Regions from separate parts of the Mus musculus genome. Here region 2 is linked to region 1. Evidence: chromatin contacts called from public HiChIP or PLAC-seq data. All regions are on one chromosome and are shown on one strand. The core of a region is the stretch at or near the end of the contact, and the rest is flanking DNA. Distances in the headings are between cores, read along the strand shown. Region 1 holds the start of H2aj (H2J.A histone). Region 2 holds the start of Eps8 (epidermal growth factor receptor pathway substrate 8).

What was found. HiChIP or PLAC-seq counts read pairs in DNA pulled down with a chosen protein or histone mark.
Region 2: an H3K27ac HiChIP or PLAC-seq map of microglia shows a contact between it and region 1, with 8 times the contacts expected there. The contact joins the promoter of Eps8 here to the promoter of H2aj in region 1. A contact is called at or near these places in 1 of 39 promoter capture datasets (pre-B cells) and 4 of 115 datasets of contacts at active chromatin or transcription factors (embryonic stem cells, large pre-B cells, microglia and 1 more).

Annotation. Positions count from the first base shown.
Region 1 is chr6:136,806,983-136,809,503 of GRCm38.p6, reverse strand. It overlaps H2aj (H2J.A histone), which reads right to left and starts at 1,256. Exons shown (of 1, transcript NM_177688.4): 1 at 1-1,256. The coding sequence starts at 1,164. The coding sequence ends at 775.
Region 2 is chr6:137,648,026-137,650,546 of GRCm38.p6, reverse strand. It overlaps Eps8 (epidermal growth factor receptor pathway substrate 8), which reads left to right and starts at 1,262. Exons shown (of 22, transcript NM_007945.3): 1 at 1,262-1,495.

The sequences.
Region 1 (2,521 bases), core at 7-2,506:
CTCGAGGGGAGACAGAAACATATTTTGAGACACGGTCTAATGTAGTTCAGAAACGGCCACAAACTCGCTATCTAGCCACGAAAGGCGTTCTACTTCCCAAATGCAGGGATGAGGGGTAACACCACCGCAAGCACCAAGAGAAGATCATTTTAGGAGCTGCTAAACATACACTACTTAAGACCGAGGGCCCCGCTGTTACGCAACACCATCCAGAGCGCAAACTTCGTGACTCACTTCCGTATTGCACAAGTTACTTCATTATAAAGAATATTGAACACAAGTGTGCAATGTGAAGATGGCTGGCATTCAGATCACGAATACGTAACATCTATTAGCTTAAATACTACCATAAATAACTAGCACCCACCAAGGATCCCAAGTTCCTGTCTTTTCCAAATGGCTAGGGTACATATAGCTCAACCTTCCTATGTATGACAAGCGAGGCAACTTCTTGTTCACAGCTCGCAACACCTTCCCTACCACTTTTCCCTAAGACTGGGGAGTTAGGCAAAGCCAATTCCAGAGTAGCCTCTGGGCACTAGGTCCGCTTCTCCTGCCCACGGTGATGCGACGGGGCTCTCCCAATCCACCCGCTGGGTTCCTCCGGCTCGCACATGGCCACACAGGTGGCCTGCGTCACGCTCAAAGTTGGAACTCGTCCCCACCCAACACCCCCTCGGTCCCGCGACTACACAGCTCTCTAGATTACTCGCTTTTCACCGACTTTATTGGCTGCGGACTGTGGCGGGCGGGCTCTGCACCCGTCTGTCGGGTTCACTTGCTCTTCACCTTCTGGCTCTCCGTCTTCTTGGGCAGCAGCACGGCCTGGATATTGGGCAGGACGCCGCCCTGCGCGATGGTCACACGGCCCAGCAGCTTGTTGAGCTCCTCGTCGTTGCGGATGGCCAGCTGCAGGTGACGAGGGATGATGCGCGTCTTCTTGTTGTCCCTCGCCGCGTTGCCCGCCAGCTCCAGGATCTCGGCCGTCAGGTACTCCAGCACCGCCGCCAGGTACACGGGCGCTCCCGCGCCCACGCGCTCCGCGTAGTTGCCCTTCCGCAGCAGCCGGTGAACGCGGCCCACGGGGAACTGCAGGCCCGCGCGCGACGAGCGCGACTTGGCCTTGGCGCGCACCTTACCGCCCTGCTTGCCTCGCCCGGACATGCTCGACCCCGCGCCTGGAACTCCAACACCGGCTCGCTCAGTTCCGGGACGACGCGCGCCACCCCGGAACTGCCTCGCCAAACTGCAGCCGCTGCCGCCCGTGACAGGCAGGTACCGTACCCAATCAGCTCGCGGAAGCAGAGCCCCCGCCCATCCAGATGTCTCCCAATCAAAAGCTCAAATTTCTAGTCCTAATTTACATAGTTCACAGGCATCCTCAAACTTGTTGGGATTGGCTGCCAGGATGTAGTTAACTGGGTGGTTCGAGTCTGCAATCCCAGCACTAGGGTAGCCGATACAAGATTGCCCGGAGCCTAAGGTCAGCTGTAGATATTCCAAGATCCATACCAGCCTAATAAGGAAGGAACGGAGGGAGGGCAGCGAAAACGGGGAGTTAAGCAAAGCCATACTTGGTTCAAATCAGTAATCCTAGCTTTTGGAGGGAGAAAGAGCTGAAGTAGGAGGATTACCAATACAAAGACAGCCTGGGCTACTTTGTGCGTTATAGACCAAGCTAGGAAGTGAGACCTTATCTCAAAAAATAAAAATGATGGTGTTGGCATTTCTTCTAGGCTCCGCCCCACAGTTACCTGGCAGCAGCCAGGTGTGCCTGACCCACTGTAAAAGAAGCTGCTTGCCCCCCCCCACACACACACCCACACTTTTCTCTTGCTTTCTTACTCTCTTAGCCCTCTGTCCCTTCTCTCCCATTCCCCTACCCCTCTCTCCACGTGTTCATGGCCGGCCTCCACCCGCACACCCCCTCGGCCTTTTCTCTCTCTCTCTCTCTCTCTCGCTCTCGCTCTCGCTCTCGCTCTCTCTCTCTCTCTCGCTCTCGCTACTACCCCCTCAACTCACCTCATGCCCTAAATAAACTACTATACCGTCCTGTGGCTGGTACCTCAGCATGGGCCGCACCCCCTCTACCCCCTACGTGCACAATAACGCTCCTCCACCAAACGTCCCCGGCTTTTTTTTTTTTTTTTTAAATAAAATACAACAGTAAGCAGACTATGGTGTTCAGTGCCTATAAACCCAGCTGATGCAGGAGTATGGAGAACTTGAATTGAGCCTGGCCTAAGAGAGAAACTACCTGGAAACAATCAAAAACCGGAAGCCCAGAGAAGAGCACCTCTGTTCCCTCATACCATACTCATGGAAATTAGTCTCCAGTATAGCCAGGGGCGACTTTCAAATCTGACTATCTGACTCCAGGGTCTGTGCTTGTGAGTGCCACAGCAATTCCGGCTCAGCCATAGCTCCTTGGCTGAATTCTGCCCTCCTAGAACGAGCTTTCGTCATCTGCTCCTTGACACACCCACCTGGAGAGCTAGCTGCAAAAGAAGCTTTGTAGGTT
Region 2 (2,521 bases), core at 13-2,512, 840 kb before region 1:
TATGTATGTAAGCTGTGGAGTAGGCAGACCTGGATTTCAATCCTAATGTCACTATTGGCTTTGGCAAAAAGAAAATTCTGAATAACATTTTCCCAATTTTCTAAAGCGGTGATTCATTTTAAGGGTTAGAGATGGTGTAAAGTAAAATTTGTAGCTCCTGGCAGAGATTGTCAATTAACAATCCTAGTTTTCTATACCATCTATCAAAACCAGCTATTTCGAACACTGGACATGCTCAAGTGGATGTCAGTCTGTTGGGAATGTTGGATGGAGGAAGATTCTGGATGAAGGCAGTAGACCGAACTTAATCATAAAACCCATCACTGCCCCCTTTTAGTCTCCATCTTGGCCTGCTAATTCACGGTCTCTTGAATGAGCTTTTGCTTGCCTCGCAAAGCAGGTAGGCCCAGCTATTTAAGCCAAGTTTTGTTTAATAGTCTGCCTTGGCTTCTTTGGAAGTCAATTGCCTTGGAAGTTAGAAGGGCCAGGGTGTCTGGGGGCGTAGCTGTGACAACGGAGGTATTGTAGAAGGTAAGAAAATGCCAGGTTCAGAAGAGAAGACTGGCAGATCCTTATTTTGTGGCTTCAGTGATCGAGCCAAGGAGCACTGAGCAGTGGTGAGTAGTTATTACTGGACTAAAGAGTCTCCCATACTTGAAACTACACCAGACTCTTGGCAGGAGCTCCTATGAAAAATGGGATCCAGGACGCCTGGTGAGACAGGTCTGGGCTTGCTGGCTATATCCAGGGACTGGAGTATTGTAGTCTCTCTAAACCAGTGAAGCCCTTGGGTACCACTTGCATACTGCTTTGGTTGAAGAGAGATGGTACAGGAGCAGACCAATGGACACAGGTCACAGGTCAGAGGCTGGGGAATACCTCTTCTTGGTAGTTGAGTAGGGCAGTAACTCCCAGATTAACACTAGTCATCAGTTGTGTGGCAGGATCTGGCCGCGGTCACCTGAGCGCTCTTTCCGCCTGCGGCATCCCCCCCCCCCCCCCCCCCGGCTGTGCTCTGCAGACCTAGGTCATTTCACTTGAGGAATTGTAGACACCACTCTGAGGCTGGGATCCCGGGTCTCCCCTGCGGGGTGCCGTGCTCGCCTTGTGGGATGAAGCCCTTGAGATTCTATCCAGAGCCCTAGGGTCTACTAGAGACTCAACTGTCCTCAAGATCTTGCAAACGGAGCCCTCTCCCGGCCGCGCGGGGCAACGCGCGTTCCCGGCTCGCTGCTGGGCATGCGCGGCGCGCGCTGGCTGTGTCCGGGAGCGAGCGGCGCGCACACACGGCCCGGGCGGCGGGCGAAGCGGGCTCCCGGGGCGCTGGGCGCAGGGCGCAGGGCGCAGGGCGCGGGGCAAGCCCCAGCGGCGTGTCTGCAGCGGGGCGCGGCGGGCGCTCCAGCTCCGGGATCTTTCTCCCTCCGTCACCTCCCTCGCGTCTAGGGAGGTCGTGGCACTCCCTGAGGAGCGCGGCTGCTCGGAGGGCGGATCCTAGGTAAGAGCCCCCCGAACATCAGTGCGGCTCCCCGGGTGGGATTCCCGCGGCATGGGCTCCCTCTCGCTTTCCCATAAGGGTCTTTGTGAGCCGTCACCGGAGTGGTGCCAGGCTCAGCGGCCGCTGCGGTTCACTTGGACCCTTTGCAACTGGTGTGTCGGCGGCCAGGTGTGCGCGGCGCTGCCGCCCTAGCGCGTCCCCGCGCCCGCTCCGCGCACCCCGAAGCCAGGAGACCCGATCCCCCCGCGGCCTCCTCCGCCCGGGTGGTCGCCGAGGTCCCCCGAGAGACCCCGCGCTCCCCTGGGCTGCGCGGGCGTACCTGAGTTCCGCACACCTGGACTCCCACCCCGCCCTAACGTCTTAGATGCAGGGCTTTCGGAGCGCCTCTCACCCAGCTCAAGTGGGGACCCCTTAGGAAACCTGTTTGAGATGTGGACCCGCCCTGGTATACACCCTCCAGTTGAGGTAGCTCGCTGTGTTTGAATAGTTGTGAATTCTGGATCACTTTCCAACACCATTTTACTTTTAGGAAGATGGCCTCTCTATGGCTGTCAGTAGTGCTTCGGAGGGCTCCACACCCACCGAGAGAGACAGTGAAGGCGCCCCGGGGTCTCATCCCTTCCTTCCTTTCAATGACTACAATACACATGCAAAAATCTTTGCCCGGTTCTCTGAGCCATGTTGTTCAAATCCTCCTCCTGTAGCCCCCAAGTGCTGTTGGCATCTCGCCGGGGCAGGACGCCCTAGGGTTTGGGCTTAAAATCCATAGACATTTGGAGCAGCGAGGCATTAGAAGAGGAGGTCTTCCTGAGCCAGTGTTTCAGCGAATGCATGGCTGCTTTTCTTCTAAAGGTTTCCCTTCTTGCCTCAGACAGTAAGAGAAAGAGACGAAAAAGCGAATAAGATAGTTCAGATCCAACTTGGTTCAGACACGTGTGGGTACTTTGAAGTTTTATTTGGTTTTGCCACTTTGGGGAGGAGGTGGAATTACGATTCCTGGAAGACTTTTTTTATGTTTAAAAAAAA